2 separate regions of the Zea mays genome follow, and region 1 is linked to region 2. A link is a contact called in public Hi-C data. All regions are on one chromosome and are shown on one strand. The core of a region is the stretch at or near the end of the contact, and the rest is flanking DNA. Distances in the headings are between cores, read along the strand shown. Region 1 holds the start of LOC100191255. Region 2 holds the start of LOC103640641 (Auxin-responsive protein SAUR71).

Region 1 (6,923 bases), core at 2,411-4,910, 140 kb after region 2:
TATCAGATCCGTGAGCGTCTGCTTTTTATCTTGTTCTTGCTTGTTCTCGATTGCTTGCAGGTTCAAGGCTGTTTTTGGCATGGCAAGAGCAACAACAACAGGAGCCGGTGTAACTATCGCTAAGGCGCAACACTCTTGTGGTTGTTGTAGTCGGATAGCACAACGTCGACCTCCAACCAAATTTCCACCTCCATCATCTGTCATCGAAAGATCGGGCTCCCTTCTACCCGTTGGGTTTATCACCCTCGACGCCTCCAGTGAGAGATCCTCCACCTTCTTCTCGATCTCTGTCTTCATCATTTCCAGAGCAATGAGTCACTCCTCGCCGCGAAGGGCAGCAGCATCCACCTGTTGATGGATGGTGTTGCAACGATTCGTGAAGTGATGGTAGATCTCGTCGCAGCGCTCCTCGAATCGCTTTGCAACGCCATCACAGCGCCCAGAGATCTTCTCGGGAAGCCTGGCTTCCATCAACTGCATTTCTTCAAGCATCCTGTACACGGTGGTGTTGGCGGGTTCCATAGTGGTGGATCACGGATGCCGCGGCACGATGCTAAACGGATCCAGGTCAACAAGGTCTGATACCAGATTGTTAGCGATGACATCGGATAGGAGCGATCAGCGGCTGAGGCGGCTGAGATAGAAGAAGACATGAGAAAGAAGAAAGAAGTGAATATGCGAGAGATAGAAATTATATTATGTTACGCGATAGGTTTTTTATAATATCTGGTCTAATACTTGTAACATCAGTCTCACCACCAAATACGGCGCACCTAGACAGCCGAATTACTCACTCCGACCTACTTAGACGGACGTTCCCGTGTTTTGCTCAGCGACGATTGTCTTCGCTCCCAGCCTAGCGTCGTGGGGCTGACACACGGGCCGCTGCGGCGAGCGGGATTGAGCGCGGTGGCGTGGAGGCGAGAAATCACTGCGAAAGGAAGGAGCGCGCATTCGGCGGCGTGTGGGCGAGTTTGGGCGAGGAAGGAGGAGCGGACATGCTGTAGTTTGGGCGTGTAGCAGTGCGTGCGAGCCGGGATTGGACGCGTTGGCGTGAAGGCGAGAAATCATGACGAGGAAGAAAGGAGCGCGCATTCGGCAGCGCATTCGCGCGCAGAGCGCAGGCCTTGGCCGGCGACGGCCGGCCACACCTCTCGATCAGTTTCCTTGGTTTCTTCACCCGAGCTGGCTCTGCTTCTCACAAACTCCAAGCAGAATCAACCACCTTTAAAACAAGGCGAATACCCCAATGCAAACAGCAAACCGAGTTCCTTCTTCGCTTCCGCCAGCAACGCGGACGAGCAAAGCCTGGCCGCGTGACGCCACGTCTCCGATGATCGCCGGCGTCGGCAGCCGCTGGCGATGCCAACGATCTCGCTGAAGCGCCCATCCGGCGGCGGCGCAGGCCGCCTGCGCCGCCTCCTCGCGTCGCTGCGCCCGCCGGGGCCTCTCTCGGTCCAGACCGGCTTCCCGACCTCCCTCGCGGACATCGTCGTCAAGAACCACGGCCGCATCAGGAACACCAGGAAGAGGCGCCGCGCTGCTGCCGCTGCCGCGGAGCCCCAGCAAATGCGCGAGCTTTCGGTGGCTCGCGACGCGGCGGCACCGGCGCCGGTGCGCCCAGGCATAGGCGCGGTCTTCAGCGTCCGGCCGGGGCTCCTCGCGGTCTGCGGCGCCGCCGTGGCGCTGGCGCTGGTGGTGATCTGCTGGAGCAAGCAGATGGTGGCCGCGGCCACGCTGGCATCGGTGGCGCTGTCCTGGATTGAGTCCGTCCGAAGCAATCGATGGCGGCCGGAGACGAATGCTGAGGTGCATTTGCGCGGGCGCGTCTCGCCGATCCGGGAGGTGGCGGACTCGCCGAAGTCGCGCCGCGCCGGGTGCGAGTCCGAGCCCGACAACGTAGGCAACGACGCCGCCTCGCTCTGGTCCGCGGACACAAGCAAGCCGTCGGCGAATAACAATCCGAAGCTGAAACAGAGCAGGAGGTCGCTGCGGAAGCTACTCGCCAACAAGTTGCGGAGCGGCAAGACGCTCCGCAGCACGAATTCCCGGCATGGCGGCGACGCATGCAAGCACGAGCACCCGGAGACGCCGGGGAGACTCAACGCGGACGCCGCCGCAGTTGCCGCTACCGCCGAGCCCACGCCGCCGCCGCCGCGACGCGGACGCGCATTGCCGCTACCCCTGTTGGTGCCGATCATCCTTGCCGGCCTCGTCGCAGGGAAGATCCCGGCGCTGGCGCTGGCCGTGCTCTGCGTGGCGTTCTCCAGCTCAGTCGGGAGATTTCCGGTTCCGATCAGTGGTAGTGCTCCGATTGCGTTGCGAGGTAGCGGCAAGGCAGGGCAGTAGGTAGCAGAGAGCTCGGTTCCGTCTAGAACTACATGTGGTCGGACTGATTGTTTTTCTTCACTTCTTTTCGGCTACATAATTATATATTCATAATTACATATTCTGTTCGTTGACCAAAATTAAAAGAGACAGGAACAAACTTACACATGTTACATATTTTTATGTGAATTCATTCCTTCTCGAATCCGAATAAAACTTTGTTACGTTATTCTAACCCATATGATTAGATAAGATTAAAAAAAATTATGAAACATTATGACATTCGGGATTGAAACCCACTCAATCCACATGAGAGAATGCTCTCAATCCATATAGATTATGTAGGATTGGGTAAGTTTAAATCCTAAATAAGTCAAAATCTCATGTTTTTTTAATTTCATCAAATCTATATGTAATAGAAATAACCGAAAAAGTTCTAAGAGACCTAAGAGCAGCTCCAATAGTTATGTAAATTTTAGTTCTCTAAATCATAGATTTAAGAAGTTGCTAAATAGCTTTTGAAGTAAAAAAATGTAAGATCTCCAATAGTTCTCTAAATATAGGTTGTAATTTTGTTTTGTATTTATCCACATAAAAAATAAGTCACAAAAACTATATAATGCAGTCAACATTTTTGTTTAGGGAGTTGTTAAATGGTTGCTAAATGTAGAGAGAAAATGAGGTTAGATGACAAGTTGTTAAATTTAGAAAGTTCATTTAGAGAACTGTTGGAGAATAGTTTTCATGTTAACTACCTAAATTATTGATTTAGAAAGTCTTTTAGAGAACTATTGAAGTTGCTCTAAGAGATGAAATGAGTGATATAATAGAAGTGGTTTCGGCTAGTCTATTGGTGCACAATTTGTTTGTTTGAGTTTCTACTCACTTTTTGACCACTCGCTTTTAAACTTCTAGTTAGCTAGTTATTTGTACATTGTTACTATTTCTATATCATTGTAGTTTATTTAAATATAATTAATTTTCTTATATCTTGTGAACGTTTGTCTCGACGACGATAGCTTCGAGCCCAGCGAACTTTTAGGGATGTAAATAGTACAGATAATATTTATTTGTATTGGAATTCAATATTTATTTGTATTGGAATTCAATCGTCTAAAAGAGTTGAGATTCGATCTGTATTTAAGTCTATTTATTAATTATCCATCCGTACCTACATACTTAAAAATAAATATTAATATATCAATATTCATTTAAATTTTATCCAACACAACTTAATAATAGCCAATTAGTCCTATCCGATCCAAATAAAAAATTATTATTCAATTTGATTACACCCTACATTATTTTTTCCGCCCTTCTCTTATAGGGAAGTGACAAAAGGGCCGGCCCAATGACACGTTTCGTTGCAGTGAGCAACAGGGAGGAAATCTATACAAAGCAGTGGAACTGCGAACTCGTCGCCGTCGTGTTCACAAAGCCGGCGCCTTTTGCTCCCCGATCTCAGTTCCCGCCCATCTCTAAGCTCCCAAGGCGACGCTGCGGCGGCGGGGCAAGCGGGAGGACAAGAAGCGGACTTGTCTCCCTGCCCCCACCCCCTCCCTCGCTTCGCGCGTACCCCCTTCAGTTCAGCCGGGCGGTACCGTCGACGGCGCCGGCATTGTACTTCTGCTGCGCAGGTGGGTTATTCACCGTCCTTGAGATATCTCTTCTTCCTCAATTTCTTCACCTGGTGGCTCCTCACTGTGTATCCGTGCTCCGAGATCCGTCCTGGCCGCTGAATCGGCATTGGCGGCCGGTGACTGTAATCTGTGTGCACTTAGACCTCGCAGTGGGTGAAGTTATGTCTGAGACTAAAATCGTCTGTGCAGTGCTGGCCCTTACAACCCAAGATCTTGCACCTTGGAACTGGGCCGTCGTCAGCTTCGTTTGGTTCAGAACGCTTCGAGAAAAGAGTCTGGGCTGTGTTTGTGCTGTTGATCTGTTATTATCTCTCAATTCTCATGTTCTTCAACTAGATGCTTGAGTGATTTTAGTTTTGTTCTTGGCATCTGTGCCTTCATTCATTCTTCATAAGCCAGCCATTTAGAGCATCTCCAACAATGTCTCAAACTAGTGTCTTAAATTGAAATATATGACTCTAAACAGGAAAAACTACCCCAAAAGTGTCTCATTTTGTAAAATTTTGTCAAAAATATATAGAACACTCTCTCAAGTGCCTCAATTATACTACACCCTAGTGGGCTGCCTTATAATCTAGAATTAAGATTTTACTAGTTGGAGCAGAATATTTTGTTGGTGTCCTAAATCATATAAAATATACTAATTTTTAAATTGTAGGGCATTTTTATAGAATATGCTGTTGGAGATGCTCTTAGATGCTGGATTTATCCTTTTTTTTTCTCTGTGGCTCGCTGCCTTTCTCAACAATTAATTCATTTGGGCATCACTGACGTCTGCCTCAAATCAAATGCCCATCCTACCTGTTTGAGCAGCTGATACTGTGATACAGGGATCACTTGTTGTGTCCCATTTTTAGTCTAAAGTGGTCACCCTGTCGGTGGCTTGTTAAGCCTCAGGCAGCACACAGTGTTTTCTTGGATTCCGGTGGGATGCCCTACAGGCGGCTCTTAGCTGTGGTCATGTTTGTTTGTTTTTTTATGAGGAAAGCATGGTTAGATGCTTTATCAACTTGATCAGAGAACAGAGTCAAATTGCGAGAATACATGATTAAAGGAAGCATGTGCCATGTGCTCTTGTCTGTGAAGTTATTGTTTGGATTTGCTCTAGATATTTTGTGGACTTTGGACGGGCCAGATTGTGATCTGTTTTGGTGCTCTGGCACACCTTGAGATATAGGCCTAAATGGCACCACGTAACATGGTTCTGGCCTTTTGGGGCCCAAGATCCTGATAGAATAGTAATGCCAGTTGCCAGGGGTTATGACCACTTGCTGTTTGTTTAACAAGCAGTAGGCCGAGAACCTTACTAAACTAGTTAAGTATTGGGCACACTATGAGCTTTCTGGGTCCAAATCATGACATTAGATGTGGAATTATGGTGGTCTGAAAACACTTGAGGGTCAAGCCATATTTGGACATAGTGTCCACTACTCACTAGTTTTTAGACATAGTTTCATTTGCCAGGTTCTTGGGTAATTGGGTTCAAACATATTTCCTGTAGCGTTTTGGTCCGAATTTCTTGAATTTTGAATTTAAAACTCTTATGCTTTAAATTTTGATTATTACAGCTATCACTGCTCTGAGAAAATGGTTGCATCAGCCTTTACTGTTGATTTGGACAAGCCTCTAGTATTCCAGGTACCATATCTCTTCCTTTCTTTATGTTTGATTTAGTTAGAAATTTGATCGTTTCTCTGTCTTGTAGTGTAACATCACTGAAGAGTATACTTTTTTTTTGCAATCATTTCTTTATACATGTGCACATCCCACACGTGCACACATTTTTTATGTCCCAAACACAAACATGCTTTGTTACCTATGTTTTCTGGTCGCTCGACCAGCTAGTCGAACTGGGGGACCGACCAGCGACTAATCTCGATTAGTCGTCGACTAGGTCCGACTAATCGAGCTCTGGTCGACCTGGTCGTTTACTGGTCGTCCTGTTCATCCAGAAGACCAGGACCTATGTATATACTATATACTATTATACTATATAGTAAATAATTATATAACTATATAGTATATATGAACTTCATATACTATATTATGAAGGATAGGGTAAACATGACATGAATTCAACAATACTGAAAAGTGAAAACAACAGAGAAACACTTACTAGTTATTAATACTACAAGTCCCACATACCATTACCACACAACACACATTAATACTACAAGTCCAAAAAAAATCTAGGTCCTAAACCTAGTCGCCCAGAACCGGCTAATCGAGCGACTAATCGGCCCTAATCGTCGACTAGTCGGACGACCAGGTACTCTAGTCGAGTCGGCTGCCTAATCGAGCTCTGCTAACCGACTAGCCCGACTAATCGCGACTAATCGCGATTAGTCGGACGACTTGAAAACACAGTTTGTTACACAGATGGTTTCCAATGAAATAGATAATATCTAGTTAGCTGCCAACAGTACATATGGCCAAAAGTTCGTTTGTTAAAACAATTACTGGTTATTGATTTGTGGTGTCTATTTCTGTTTCTCACGTAGATATAGAAAACACCTACTGGATTTTGCCATCATTTACATGTGTGAATGGGGAATCAGTTTATTTTCATGAGGTCACTTACTGAATTTTATGGACTCCTTATGAAACACAAACTTTTTTAGGTTGGCCATCTAGAGGAGCAGTATCAGGAGTGGGTTCACCAGCCGATTGTTTGCAAGGAAGGGCCACGATTTTTTGAAAATGATATATTGGAGGTGAATATATTTCGGTTGTTGCATTGCATAGTATTTGAAACCCTGGACACTGATCTGATGACTGGTTCATTGTTCAGTTCTTAACACGCACGAAATGGTGGGCAGTTCCTCTTATCTGGTTGCCTATTGTATGTTGGTGCCTGAGTACTTCTATCAAGATGGGCAATACTATCACAGATGTAGCTATGATGATTGGGTTTGGAATATTTCTGTGGACACTGATCGAATATGTGTTACACCG
Region 2 (6,350 bases), core at 1,670-4,169:
CGAACTCTTTATGGTTGGCAGTGTGACGGCGAAGAGCTCCGACATTATTATTATCGTTTTTGTGCCACACCGACCTCTGGCCATGGGTGTAGCATGGGTGTCGGCGCGATCCGGCGGTTTGACGTGGGAGGAAGCCATGCATGCATATTGTAGTTAATATTAACAAACACAGGGGCCGATATTGGGCCTGGGCCACCTAGGCCGTGGCCCGGGTCGTAGCCCAAAAATTTTTTATATATATAGTACATATTTTGACTAAAAAAACCCTAACATTGTTTCTGCGTTCTCTATTTTCCTGCGTTACTGCGTCCGCGGCCGCCAGCGGACGACCGAGCGCCAGCGCGAGCAGCAGGCCACCCGCCAGCGCCCCTAGCCCCTAGCCCCCTAAGCAGCACGAGCACTCCAGCAGTACACAGCACCAGCACGGCAGCAGTGCAGCACGCACCTGCACTGCACGGCTGTGAGCTGTTGCCTCCGGCTGTACGGCAGCCAGCCGGCCAGCACCGCAGCACGCCAGCCAGGCCGCTAGGCGGTAGCCCCTGGTGCCTTCTAGTTCCAGTTCCATCAGGCATCAGCAGTCTGTAACTCTGTATTGTAAGCGCTCTTCTCATTTTTTTAGTTTTTTTACTAGTGAACAGTGAGCTAAATACTAAATTGTTAAATGTTTGTGTGACTGATGGTAGACCATAGATTGACATCAAAATCAAAGAATGAAGAGGACAAAAACATTGAGATCGTTTTATTGTCCGGCTCCTACACCTTTGATACGAACTGATTCATCAACACCAAACCAACCTTCCCTAGAAGAACCTGTTTTAGAGCCAGAAACATTAGTTATTGAGGAGGGACAAGCATCATTAGTGAAGTACTAGAGATTGTGGCTGATGATGGCTGTAGTGGGGTTCACATCATAAAACTTTATGTCGTATTGTTCTCATGTGGGATGCTATTTTAGAGGTACTAGAGATTGTGGCTGATGATGGCTCTAGTGGGGATAAGAAATATATGGCTTCTGGTTTGTTGAAACAAATGGAGAGCTTTAAATTTGTGCTTATTTTGCATATCATGATGAGGTTATTAGGCAAGACTAATGATTTGTCACAATGTTTGCAAAGAAAAGATCAGAATATTGTCCTTGCTGTTGGATTGATTGGAGCCACATTGCGGAATATTAGTGAAGTACGTGATAATGGATGGGAGGAATTGTTTGATGAGGTAAAAACCTTTTGTACCCAACATAACATTATTGTACCAAAGATGGATGATACAATTACTGTTCGAGGTCGCTCAAGGGGACGTGGAGGTCAGTTAGTGACTTACTTTCATCATTTCAAAAACGAGATCTTTATTGTTGTGTATGATCAAGTTATTGTGGAATTAAACAATCGTTTCACTGAAAGATCTACTCAATTATTGAGATGAATTTCTTGTCTAGATCCAAGAAATTCATTTGCCAGCTATGACAAAGCTCAGCTAATAGAATTGGCTAAGATTTATTCTGCAGACTTCTCTCAATATGACCTCTTGATCCTTAGAGACCAACTCGATATATTTATTGTTGATGTGAGGGGTAATTCTGATTTTGCAAATTGTGAAGACCTTGGTAATCTGGCTATTAAGATGGTGCAAACTGAGAGACACCTAGTTTTTGCATTGGTTTATCGTCTCATTGAATTAGCCTTAATTTTGCCTGTTGCAACTGCCACGGTTGAAAGAGCCTTCTCAGCTATGAAAATCATCAAGACAGAATTGAGAAATAAGATGGGAAATGATTGGTTGAATCATAGAATGGTATGCTATATAGAAAGAGATATCTTTGCAAGTATTCAAAGTGATGATATTTTATACCATTTTCAAGAATTGAAGAGTCGAATGAAAAAGCTACCTCCACAAAGTTCAAGTGGTATATTTTTGTACTCACTTATACATTTTTGCATTCATTAGTTATATTGTCATGTTGTATCTCTCATTTTATATAAATATTTAACTTGCAATGTGTAGATTCAAATTCACGTGCTAAGGTTGATGAAGTTATTAGAGGCGCCGAAGAACCAAATCGTCTCTAATTAGGTACTTTTATATTTTTAATCAAGTTTATTTCATTTTTAGATGTTGAATTGAAGTAAATACTATTTTAGTATATGTTTATGCTATATTTTGTTTTAGCGGTATGTTTAGCCGTACAATATATTATAGATTATTTAAAGTAACCTACAAGTTTTATAGAGTGGCCCGGGGCATTAATTTTATAGAGCTCCGTCACTGAACAAACATGAAAGTAACAAAAAGGAGCATAACAACAACAACAACAAAAACATAATTAAGGTTCCACAAAGGCGTAGCCCTCAAAATTCGGGCCCAAACGCCCACGAGCCCAGCCCAACAAATGCATATAGGCGGCCCGCGCCGAGAACGAGCAGCGGTAGCCAGAGCGAGCTTCCTCTTCCGGCCGATCCTACTCAGTCGCCCTCCTCGTCGCCGGCGGCGGCCACGGCCACGGAGGCGAGCGCGCGTCGGAAGACGGCGACGGGGCACGGGATGCGGAGCGGGCCCTGATGGCGGTACCCGTACTCCTGCGCGGCGCGGCCGAGCAGGTCCGCGAGAGCCGGCGCGCCCAGCAGCTCAGCGCGCACCAGGAACCGCTCCTCCGCGCCGTCCGCGCCGCCGCCCACGTGCACCGGCACGTGCCCCTCCGGCACCCCCGCGTGAGCCTCGCCCTTCCTCGTCTCCTGGGAGTGGGACGGCGGCGGCGAGCAGTCGCCGACGCGGGAGAGCCGCCGGATCAGCTGCCTCATGGTGTGGTGGGGTGTGTGTGGGTGTGGGCACTGCCGGGACGACTAACGAGGGAGCCATTTTATAGCCCGCGGGAGGGCTCGGCTACTGGACCCACCGATCAGTGGGGTTGTCGGGTCGCGGTGGGTGGAGTGGTACAAGTGGGTGTACGGCGTCAGGTACGACACCATTTCAGTTTCCTTTCTTTCGTTTCGTTTCGTTTTCAGTATTTGGATGAATGGTTTCTTTCTGTTTAAAAACAGGGAGAGAATATTCGCAAATCTCGTTGGGGTCTTTAGGGTGAGCAGTGCAGCGCAGTGCCAGTGGTGTATGTACCTGTGTTGTACCTTTCCGTACAGTGCCGCAAAATTGTTCGATTGAAAGGTTATCCGGGGCAAAAAGTCCGAGGTTTGAATCCCTTCATTTTAGAGAAATTAGAATTTACTTAATAAAATAACTTATTTAGTTTGGAATTTAACATTCCACCATTTTCTAAAGTTCAGATATAAGTTTATCTCAAATTTATAGGGTGGAGGATGGTAAATGATTTCATGCATTAGTAAAATTTATTTCTACTCTGTAATTTACATGACACTCTTTGTCTAACTACTCTATAATAAAAATGTAACAAATAAATATCTCCAACATCTTGCTAATAATAGTATATAAATATATTTTGCATAAAACCGAATTAGCTTAATTGATATATGCCAAAATTATTATTATTATAATAGAATTCAATTCCAATGATCCAAACTGGGCGTTAGCCGAATTGGTTAGATGGTATAAGTAGTACTTTTTAGGTCTTAAATTCGAATATCAATAGAAGTGGATTTCAGACTAAGGTTAAGTCGCTCGCTGATTCTCCTATTTGTGCCCACATGAGATGAAGTGGCCTATGAAGATGACCCTCGTGCTGATTCATCTGATTAATTATGTGCATATGAGATAGACTGACATATAGGGGTGGATCCTCGTGTAGAGGTTAGGAGGGCTTAAAACACGAGTAAATATTTGATTTATAGGTGGCAATGCCCTTATGTTGCACTAGGGTAGCTTTTGTGATCTTGGGATCTTCCTCGGACGAGGTTTCGATCGAGATTTTTCTTAATATAATATCACGTGGGCGATCTTTTTGCATACCGGTCTAGTTTTTTCTTTTTGAAAGGGTACCTGGAAGCAATAATTCCTTCCTTCTTGGTCGTCATCTTCTTCAAGCAATACATTTTCTTTGTTGCATCTGTCTCGATGGACTTTGATTCGACTCATTAACAATTCGTCAACTCGACGTGGTGATCTCTATTAAGTTGCATGTACCAATCAATTCAAATCAAAAGATTAAGCTGATGGGAGAAGTTGGACAATTCACTTATATTATATTCTAATACTCTCTTCATGTCGAGCCTCTTTTGAGTCTCTGACATAAAATATAGGAGCGAACAACAATTATTTTATTTAATTGTGCTAATGATGATTCAAACTCGAGACTTCTGTTTCTGATACCATATTAAGTTGTATCTTGTATGTACCAAGCATTCCAACTTAAAAGATTAAGCTGATGGGAGCACGCGAACAATTTACTTATATTATATTCTAATAATCTCATCAGCTCTCCTTGTGCTTTCTGCATTCCAAGCGCTCTTTACTAGCTCCCTAGCTAGCTAGCTAGCTTGTGGCCTTTGTTTTGCCGAGCTTGTCAAACTCCTTGTCCCACGCACCAGGCAACCAAAATTTCTAGTCTAATAATCTCATTTCTCCTGGATTGACTTTGTTTCATGCTGACCATCGTCATAGCAATATACTCTCTCTATCCTAAAACAGTACTCTATTAGTTCCTTTTTATTTGTCGTCGATTATTTCAAAAATGCACTAGCTATCGATAAATATTCGAGAATTGGAGGTAGTAGTCGTTGTAGCTCTTGGTTTTTATGTCTATATTCAAATGGGCAATGATAAATCTAGACACATATCTCTACTACTATGAAGAAGGTAAGGGATAGACTGCCTTCTCGGTTCTGACTCCTCTTCGTTCTGCCCACCCCGCCACTCTGATAGGTGGTCCCTGTATCAGCGTCCCATTCTCCTCCTCCCCCTCCACGAGACCGCGATGCTCGCTCCCTAGCAATCACTCCCCTTCTCGTCTCTTAACCACCTTCGAAGCGCTCTCGCTTGCCTCACTCTCCGCTGCATCCACGTCCCACATGCCGCCACTTCCCACCCTCGACTCACCGAGATCTCGTTCACCGCTCCTCGTCGCTTCCCAGACGTAGACACTCCCCTCCACTCCTCTCCTGTCCACTCGTCGTCGGTCCCCTCTCCGTCGACCGGCGTCCACCACTGCCAGTGTGAGCTCGGCTTGGCCCCATCGGCGTCTCAGTCTCTCCAAGGCCACAACTGAGCCATCTCTTCTCCTCCCTCCTCCGTGCTTTGAATGTGAGGAGGCTAGGGCGATTTGCAGGATCCATCCAGAACGGACAGACACTTCTCTGAAGTCGTCCTCAGTGGCCAAATCCCTCCTCCCCACACCCATCTTCGTCTCACCCCGCCACGCCCACCGCACTAGATTCCCTATCCTCAAGCCCCACCATGCCTCGCTGGTGGCCAGCACCGGCGGAGACGTCATGCCCGTGCCGGACGTCGACACTGGCTTGCCTCTCATCGAGGTGCCCTTCGGCGAGTACGGTTTCAGCAAGCGCAACGTCTAGGAGGGTGGTGTCGGCATCTTCATGGTCTATGGGGCCGCCCTCGCGATCCGCCCCCTGCCCCCCTTGCGTTCCCTCTCAACCACCCCGCTCGTGATCTGCCTGCAACCTTCGCCCCCTTCTCCACGAGGCTACAACTAAGCCATCTCTTCTCCTTCCTTCTCTGTGCTTTTGAATGTGAGGAGGCTAGGGCAATTTGCAAGTGCTCTGTTGTAACGCCCTGAATTTGGGGGTAGAATTTTTTCTTCTTTTCTCTCACCAAATTCAGGCGTTACTCTTTCCTTTTTCCCTTTTCTTCTCGCCAAGCCTTGATATTTTCAAAAGTTATAGCGAGAATTAGCTCGACATCTTGTGCAACCAAAACCTAGAACTATTTTTGTTTGTTGCATCATGCCGGATTATGCACTCTTTTATTTGTGGTTGAGTGAAGTGGAGAATTAGGCATATAAGAAATTGTGGAAATTAGAAAAAGAAAAAGCCTTTTCTATTTCTCTCCCCCCTTTCTCTCTTTTGGCCCAGCCGCCCCTTCCCCTTCGCGCCGGCCCAGTTGGCGGCCCAGCCGCCCCCCTTCCCCCTCCCCTAGTGGGCCCCGCGGCGGCCCAGCCGCCCCCCCCGCCGTGGGCCGTTCCGGCTGGCCCACCCCGCGCCCACCCCCCTTTGGGCCCAGTCGGCCCAACCGCCCCTTCCCCCCTTTTTTCTTTTTCCAAAATTCCCTCCCCGTGGGCCACGCCCGTCATCCCCTCCCCCTCCCCCAACTCTCCCTAACCCTAGCCGCCACCGCCGCCCCTTCCCCCGGCGCCGCCGCCGCCGCGCCGCCCCCTCCGGTGATCCCCCCTCTCCTCCCCCCTCCCCCGCCCGCCGGCGCCGCTCCCCGGC

The links. A called contact is a pair of places that touch in the nucleus more often than the background predicts.
Region 1: a Hi-C map of ear shows a contact between it and region 2, with 5 times the contacts expected there. The contact joins the promoter of LOC100191255 here to the promoter of LOC103640641 in region 2. A contact is called at or near these places in 11 of 25 Hi-C or Micro-C datasets (ear, endosperm, leaf and 3 more) and 1 of 3 datasets of contacts at active chromatin or transcription factors (leaf).

Annotation. Positions count from the first base shown.
Region 1 is chr1:181,850,052-181,856,974 of Zm-B73-REFERENCE-NAM-5.0, forward strand. LOC100191255 reads left to right here and starts at 3,661. Exons shown (of 8, transcript NM_001401257.1): 1 at 3,661-3,965; 2 at 4,158-4,241; 3 at 5,537-5,606; 4 at 6,590-6,682; 5 at 6,760-6,923. The coding sequence starts at 5,556. LOC103645086 reads left to right here and starts at 171. Exons shown (of 1, transcript XM_008668210.3): 1 at 171-2,501. The coding sequence starts at 1,363. The coding sequence ends at 2,349.
Region 2 is chr1:181,706,947-181,713,296 of Zm-B73-REFERENCE-NAM-5.0, forward strand. LOC103640641 (Auxin-responsive protein SAUR71) reads right to left here and starts at 2,920. Exons shown (of 1, transcript XM_008664107.4): 1 at 2,219-2,920. The coding sequence starts at 2,795. The coding sequence ends at 2,460.